Linked DNA regions of Mus musculus: regions 1 and 2 are each linked to region 3. The links are chromatin contacts, called in public Hi-C and promoter capture Hi-C maps. All regions are on one chromosome and are shown on one strand. Each heading gives the region's core, a stretch centred on a gene start, on an enhancer-like site or on the middle of the called end of the contact. The rest is flanking DNA. Distances are from core to core; before and after follow the strand shown.

What was found. A called contact is a pair of places that touch in the nucleus more often than the background predicts. Capture Hi-C pulls out chosen DNA fragments and counts their contacts.
Region 1: a contact with region 3 is called in a promoter capture Hi-C map of adipose tissue. The contact joins the promoter of Ube2q2 here to the promoter of Nrg4 in region 3. A contact is called at or near these places in 18 of 39 promoter capture datasets (the 3T3-L1 cell line, 3T3-L1-derived adipocytes, the C10 cell line and 13 more), 1 of 115 datasets of contacts at active chromatin or transcription factors (embryonic stem cells) and 2 of 9 other capture datasets (adipose tissue and liver).
Region 2: a Hi-C map of liver shows a contact between it and region 3, with 1.8 times the contacts expected there. The contact joins the enhancer-like site here to the promoter of Nrg4 in region 3. A contact is called at or near these places in 2 of 39 promoter capture datasets (both in liver), 1 of 484 Hi-C or Micro-C datasets (liver) and 1 of 9 other capture datasets (adipose tissue).

What each region holds. Positions count from the first base shown.
Region 1 is chr9:55,147,991-55,150,690 of GRCm38.p6, reverse strand. Ube2q2 (ubiquitin-conjugating enzyme E2Q family member 2) reads right to left here and starts at 1,322. Exons shown (of 13, transcript NM_180600.3): 1 at 865-1,322. The coding sequence starts at 1,056.
Region 2 is chr9:55,504,389-55,507,088 of GRCm38.p6, reverse strand. The region is part of intron 1 of Etfa (electron transferring flavoprotein, alpha polypeptide); the gene reads left to right. Among named protein-coding and RNA genes, the nearest start is that of Etfa, 6.5 kb to the left of the region's middle. Within about 2 kb of position 1,273, at least 7 of the 459 cell types and tissues checked have an H3K27ac peak or open chromatin away from gene starts, as enhancers often do. A contact at or near this core is called in liver, where this site is marked.
Region 3 is chr9:55,282,315-55,285,014 of GRCm38.p6, reverse strand. It overlaps Nrg4 (neuregulin 4), which reads left to right and starts at 1,390. Exons shown (of 8, transcript NM_032002.2): 1 at 1,390-1,518; 2 at 2,399-2,464. The coding sequence starts at 2,455.

The DNA.
Region 1 (2,700 bases), core at 73-2,572, 130 kb after region 3:
AAGGTGTATTTTCTGCACATGAGATCAATTTCACAATGAACAGTCAGCCTCATAATACACTTCGATAGGGGGGGGGGGGAGAGAGTTCACTTACAATCTGATAATTTTACCAACTGAATGTTTCTAAAGAGCATTTCCCTTAAACAGAAAAGTAACTTCCCACGTGTTTCTCCAGCCTTCCAATCCCACTTGATCTTCCCCGGTAATAAACTGCGAAGCATCTCCTTTCCCCTCCTGGTAACGTCCAGGCTTCCGCACAGGGCACAGGTGGGACAGCTTGCACACTCACCACACCACCTGCCGCGTGGAAGGTTCCATGAGCTTTTCCAAAACACGTAAGCGCAAAGCCAGGTCAGGGCTAAACGATGGTTCCACACCATCCCCCGGGGTTGCGTCCTAAACTTTTTCCTTAAATACGTAGGCTTTCAGTGTTCGTTTGTCCTCGGAGACCAAAACACAAACGAGAACTGGTTGAACAAGCAAGGACGTGGGTTTTGGAACCCGATGGGAAAACGAGTAGCTAAAACAGATACTTGAGAGCCTTTCCACCTGAGCGACTGACAGGAGCCCACGGACGAGCCGCGGTCCCCAGAGCAGGCCGGCTGCGGGCGGCCATGGCGACCTCGGGGCCCGACGGGGGCCGCGAGGGGCCAACAGAGCAAAGCCGGCCCGCGCCGTGCTGCGACGCGCCTCCACCTCCTCCCGACCAGGCAGCCCGAGCTCCCGGCCGGGCCCAGGGCCCAGCCGCCAACCGGCCGTGCCCGGGACACCGGGGGTCTCCCGGGCAGGCGCCCTTTGTCCCGGGACTGCGGCGCCCAGGTCCGCCCCCGCCCGGCCCCGAGGGGCTACGACCCGGCGCCTCACCGTGATGTTGCAGTGAAGTGTGAGCGGCGGCGGCGGCGAAAGCGAGCTGCCCGGCGGTGGTGGCGGCGGCGGCACCAGGAACTGGCAGTGCAGCTCGTCCAGCTTCCAGCTGACGATGCGGAATCGCTCGTGGTTCTTGTCGAAGATGGACGCCAGGAACTTCAGCTCGGCCTTGAGCCCTGACACGGACATCTTCCCCTCATCTCCAGCGGGAGGGGTGAGGAAAGGGAGCCGGGGCCGGGAGCCGCCGTCACGGCCGCGACCGCCCCGCGGGGCCGGCCCGGGCCGCGCTCTCGCGGCTCCGCCTCTCCCCGCCGCCGCGACCCGCGTCCGAGCGCGGCTGGAAAATGGCGAGGAGCGCGAGGCCTCGGCGGGCGGGCGTGCGAGCGAGGGAGCGAGCGAGCGTGCGGGAGCCGGGCCGGCTGCTGCCTTTGTAACCGACTCCACCCGCAGGAGGCGGTGGCCCCGCGGCTTAAAAGGGCAACAGCGACGCCGCCCCCACCGCCGCCTGGGAGAGGGCTGCCCCCGCCCCGGCGCGCGCCCGCGAGCTCCGCGCGCGCTCCCGACCGCCCCCTCCTCTCATGACCCAGCCCCTTTCCGCCCCACACCGGGGCTCCGCGCCCAGCACCCGCCGCTCGCCCCGAGGATTTGGGCCGGCGGCACCGCACGAGGATGAACCTGAGCTCCCCTGCGCGCCTCTGCGCTGCACCGGGGCCTCTGGCCAGACACGTGCGCGGCCTATCGCGCCGGCCACGTCGGCTCGGGTAGGAAACGCGCGGGCCCCTGGAGGTTGCTCCTCCGCGTGGTTGTCCACCGGCCACCCACTCACCTGGCCTGGGCGCGGCCGGGATGGGGAGATGAGAGGTGTGCGCCTAGCACCTTCACGTATGTTGCTCTCGCTCCGCGCTGAACCACCCACCACTTTTCTAAGTGTGACTCCCGAAAGGTCCTTCTCTCCAGACTTGTACTCCCTCCTTCGCTCCCATTTGCCGAAGACGATGATAGAGCCTGCCAGCTTCTTCCCATCATCATTTCAATCTTTCACGTAAACATTTATGTGCTCGCGCTAATGTGGATACTCTGCGTCCTGAGTTTCTGCTGGACTTCCCAGAATGGACCATGTTTGTTGAAGTCACATCTCAAATGTGTCAGACTGATCCTTCCTGACCAACTAAGCTAAAGTAACCATGTAGATACCATGTATCCCTTTCCTAGGTTAACTTATTGCTTCTTTCTGTTGTCTCTGCTTAACACTGAAATCTCATTCAGAGAAGCACCCCTAGGATTGAGGGGAGGAAAAGCCTAATGACACCTGTGTCATTTAATAAATTCTTGCTCTTACCTGATTCCCCAGCACTTAACACAATTCTGGAATAACCTAGGTTCGTTCACAAATAACTAGAGGACTACATTTTTCCAGAGGCAAGACCAACTTTCTAGACATGTCACCTATGTAGTACCCAGGGTTCCTAGCTTAGTAAGGCTCCCGGGCCTGGTTTAGTGCCCTGCTGTCACCATCTTGAAATTCTTTTATTATTATTATTGGTTTGTTTTTGAGACAGGGTTTCACTATGTAGCCCTGGCTGTCCTAAAACGCACTCTCTGTAGACCAGTCTGGCCTCGAACTCACAGAGATCGGACTGTCTGCCTTCTGAATGCTGAGGTTAAAGGCCTGCACCACCGCCAGACTAGGAATGCATTCGTTTGTTTTTGGAAATAGGCTCACTATGTAGCAGTGGCTGTCCTTGAACTCACTATGTAGACCAGGATGGCCTTAAACTCACAGAGATCCAGCTGCCTCTGTCTCTTGAGTGCTAGGATTAAAGGCATATACTA
Region 2 (2,700 bases), core at 24-2,523, 220 kb before region 3:
GGAAGAATGAATAGGTATTTGGGGAGCATAAACTCCTTTGGGGACTGGAGAAAGTCTAAAAGGGTATTGCAAAGTCTTAGGAAACTGAAGTTTACTAAGCTTCTTACTACACAGTAATGAAAATGATGGTTTTCTCTAACTTTTCATATTTTTATGCTTGTGGTACCAGGGATGCTAGACAAGTATTCTACCATTGATCTTTATACACAGCTTCTTTTTACTTTTTATTTTGATTCAGATTGGTAACTTTGTAGCCAAGGCTGGCCTTGAACTTGTGTTCTTCCTATTTTAGAATTATTAGGAGCTGAGATTCCAGGTCTGTACCACCAAGCTAAGTTTTTTCTTAGATTAAAACTATAGGTCATTGAGATGGCTTAGTGGGCAGAGGTGCTTGCTATCAAGCCTGCCAGTTGTAATTTGACAGGTCCGTAGAATCTACATGGTGAAGAGAACTAACCCCCTTAGATTATACTCTGACCTCCACATGCTCATTATGGTATGCGTGTATATGTATGTACACACAAGATACTTTTTTTTTTTAATGTGATGGAGAGATGCCTCAGTGGTTAAGAGTGCTGGAGTCCCAGCACCCACATGGTGGCTCACAACCATCCATAACTCCAGTTTTGGGGATCTGATAGATTCCTTTGAGCTCTATAGGTTTCAGGGAGGTGTGTATAGATAGACACATGCAAGCTAAACATTCATATAATATATATATCTAAAATTAAAATGTTCATTTTTTAACTTTTGACTGTTTGAAATCAATCACATTACCATTGTTTTGATTCTGTTCATGTCCTGTGTGTTAGCATGTTTTTATTTTTAAAATGATGTTTCTAAGGCTGAAGTAGGAACAAAATATCTGTCACATTAATTATTTAAAACTGTCTATATAAGGGGGAGGAGAAAGATGGTTGTGGCCACCAGCACCTGCTGCAGAGCTCCTTGGAATAGGAGAGGCCCATGGGGGTTCCTAGGAGCAAAAAAAGGAGTCTGTAAGACCAGCAGTATCACCAGAACAACTAAATAAAAAAGATGGAGGAGGCTTATGAGTAGATGCTTTTAAAGTGTGGACACACAAAACCACAAGGAAAGATGGCTGAACAGAACCAGAAGAATGATGAGTCTATACCCTGTATTGTTCTGTCTCAGCCAGCAGACTGTAAACACAAAAACAGGTCGTTGCTGAATGGGGCTGGCTCTAGGCCTACAGGCTGGCTTCCCTCATGGAGCCACTGTAGCTGTGGCCTGTGCTATTTGACCTGCTGAGAGATAAAAGGCACAGGGCAGCAGTGCTGCCCACAGGCTATAAACACAAAAGTTGAGCCTGGCAAAGCCTAGGATGGCAGACATTGAGGGCACAGAGGTGTGCAGCAGCCAGGACCTCACACAGAATCTGCCCCAGAAAGCCCTACTTGGCTGCAAAATCACCATGACTTTAGGCAACATCAGGATATCTGAGAGGAGTCACAGCAATGGACCAATATTTATGGTGCTTCAGAAACTAAAAACCATGAACCAGACCAACAACTCCTTGCAGTGAATATTTGTATGCAAAGCTGTCTGGGGAAAAAAAGGCTATGTGGCACACTGTAGTCTGTAGAGTCACTACAACAAATAGATATTTGATGGAGAGGTAGGAAAGATAGAGGAATGGAGTGCAGGAGTGAGAGTGCTAGAGTGGCAGAACTAGAGTCATGATAACAGCCATGTGAGAAGGTTGCCGTGGCTGGGTGGGAGATGACTAGGGCTGACAGGGTGGTGTGCAGCAACCTGGAGCTGGCATTCCAACTCAGCCCTGGAACTTGCTGCCCAGCTGCATGATTGGCTTGGCTCTGAGCAGTAACAGGATGTCCAAGATGAAGGATGGTTTATTTTCTGGATTGGACCTCCTTAAAAGGCCTCTGTGGAGGCCACTTTGGTATCCATTTTCTGCTGCCCTAAGCTGCTTTAAAGCTGGAAGTTCATGTAGATGTTTTTTTTGAGACTTTTTATTTTTCTGTGTAATAATCTCAGCTGTCCTGGAACTCATTCTGTAGGCCAGGCCGACCTCAAACTAATAGAGTCCCTCTGCTTCCTGAGTGCTGGGATTAAAGGTGTGTACTCTGATGCCAGGCAAGGGCAATATTGATGCCTATGCTGCCACCTGAAGTCACATTGATGTCCTTGGCCTGTGCTGCCTAGAAGGGCTGTGATTGGTGTCCAGGGCCTGAGCAGTGGCGTAGGACGGAGCTGACGTCCGTGCTTTACACTACCTCAGGAGACCATGCTGAGGTCAGTAGCATCTGCTGATGCTAAGGACCATGTGAATGTCTGTGGTCTGCACTGTAGCCAAAACCATGTGTAAGTCTATGATCCAGCCTCCTGCTGACTGAAGGGGCAAGGGAGGGCAATACTTTTGCCGTGGTATTGATGACTGCAGAATCACAGTTGAGAAAGAAGGCTTCTGTAACAACCGAAGCAAACAATCAAAGATGTGCAGCTCTCTCTTCACTCCTTTTGTAGAAGTGAACAGTTTTGTTGAGTGGAGTCTGTGATGTTTGATCTAACTTCTTTTTTCTCCATTTCTCATGCAATCCTGAGATCAGATAGAATATTTCTTCTTTCCTCAAATCTCTGCTGCCATTTCTCATCTTGTCACGTTGACCCCTAAGCTTACTTGCTTTCCTCTACTGATTTTACTCCATGATCCGTACC
Region 3 (2,700 bases), core at 141-2,640:
TTCTATGAGGGTGCTTACCCACCCACTCACTCCTGCCTCCCCACCCTGGCATTCCCCTACACTGGGCACCTAGCTTTCACAGGACCAAGGGCCTCTCCTCCCAGTGATGCCCAACAAGGCCACCTCTGCTACCTCTGCAGCTGGAGCTATGGGTCCTTCAAGACTCTGTCTTAAATAATAAAATAAGGAATCACATAGCTCCCCCGGTTTTTAATTTCTCATGTATAAAAAACAGTACAAATCATCATAACATGTCTCTTAATAAATGCATCTTGAATGGCTTAAGTTCACATGATCCCCATGTGCAGTTTAGTGTTCATTTCTATATTAATTGGCAGCATAATAGTTTCCTAGTTCAAATAAAATAAATAAAGGTTATTTTTATCATCTTATTTTCAGTCTCAAATACTGTGTGCTAAAATAACTTATGTACATATGTATATATACACATATATTATGCATATATGTGCTAACTATATCTATAGAATTTCATTTGATGTGGGAGATAATATGAGCAATGAAAATAAATCTATAGTCAAAAGCATGTTTTACACACACACACACACACACACACACACACACATATATATATATGTATATATATATATACACACACACACACATATTTGTTTGAATTGTGATTTTTGGAAAATAAAACCATCTAAATGCTTAGTATACTTTTATCTAAAGGGGAAACCCATATTTCATTTAAACAGATTTACATGTTAACATTTTAAAACATGACTTTTAGAACTTAACTTTTCTTAGTGTATATGAGGCTGAGGGATCTTCTCAGAAGGGGAGAAGGAATGATTCTAAGAGCCAGAGGTAATGGGTGACTCCAAGGAGAGTCGTTTCCCAGACACGACAGAACTTACACAGGCGCGCTTAAGAGAGCTGTGTCACAGGTCTCCTGAGAACTTCTATCATCAGATCCACTAGCTGCATCGCTAGAGGTGCCACGATAAATGTGAGCTCCGTTTCAACTATTGCTTCGTTCAGTCTGATAAGTTCAAGTCATTATTTGTATATTTTACTTACTCTATAAGAGAAATTATTTTGTAAACTCTGTGGTGCATTAGTTTCACACCAATGCTGTTTTTCCACATACTTACCTAACACATATCAGTTACCAAGACATGCAGAGATAAGTAAGGGCTCTAAAGAACGTGGCTTATTTCATAACTTTGAAACTTGGACCGCGCTTTAGGGGTGCCACCTACCGCAGCTCCTTTTCTTAGTGAAATCCTACCCGTTTGCGGTTTGGAAATGTGTGGGCGTGACTCCCTTGGCTGCTCCTGACCTCTGTGTGGGCGTGGTTCCCCTGGCTGCTTGCGACCTCTGCTCACACCTTGGTCTGCCTTGACCTCGCCCACACTGAAGTGACATAAATCCGATTTTTGACACGTTGTAAAGTTCGAGTCACAGTTGCTGAAGTCCTCAGTGTTCAAACACTTGTGAAACGCTGCATGTCTAGCAAAATTTTCTTTTTTTATGGGAATATAAATTTCTGTTGAGGTAAGCCCTGTTTATTTGGGGAAAAAGGAGAAAAAAAAAATGAGCCAGTGATTATACATTTACTGTGCGCGCTCTCCCTCTCCCCTCTCTCCCCTCTCTCCCCTCTCTCCCCTCTCTCCCCTCTCCTCACCTCTTTCTCCTCTCTCTGCTTGTCTGTAAAAGAGATTGCCTTTAGAAGACTTTAATTTTGAATGTTCTTATATGAAGTGGTAGATTGAACTTTCATTATAGTATTTGTACTATGACAAGAGCTTGCAATCCCAATGTAAGGCTAAATCCTTCATCTGCTCTTAATGCCTTTGTTTGTTACAGTAGCAAACTTCTCTCATAAGTGTGTCTCATTTACTGCCTTGCCAAATCTCAGACACCATTTTAAGGAAGGGCGTTTGTCAATTGATTGGCAGGCAGACTATGTAGCTTCTGCCTACCAAACGTGGACACGCACTTGTGCAGGTTCTGAAGCTGTAACCGAAGTGCTTAAATCCTTTTTTGAGGTTTTTCTATAGAGTGGCCATTTTCAACAAGTTGAAAATTTGGGAGGTCATGGGTTCGTTGTGGAAATTAGGTTTCTGCGGGCTACGTGGTTTAAAAGCACAGATGTCGCTGGAGGTGGCTCAGTTGAGCGTGTGTCTGCACGTCTCCATGGTGTTCTCAACCAAGACGCTATGCCACCGTTCTCACCCAACACTACCCTTTTAATGTCGATCTTCTTTTTATCTGTTCATGTTTCAGCATTGTCTGTATGTCTAAGATGCTCGAATACTGCCATGTGTGTTTTATTTTCAACATTTTAGAGTTTTGCTAATGGAACATTTGGCGCATTATAATGTCCTCCAAACAGGATAACCTCCCTTAAAATATAAATTTTAAATTATTTTAGGTGCTGATTTTCAACCTTAATTCTTCCATCAAGAATGAAACTATTTAAAAATTAAGATGCCAACAGGTAATTTCTTGTAAGTTCATACTTCTTGTCTATGTGTGAGTTTATTTAGTAAGAAAATGACCAATGTATATTAATATAAAGCTATATTGTTTCCCATGCAAAGCCTTCCAAAAACATTAGTTTAGCTTTAAAAGACCTATATAACATAAATCTATTTTATTTTTTATTTTTGTTTTATTGGGTTTTTTCTTCTTACAAAGTGACAGATTCTAGCTTTCTATCTGATATCAACTTCT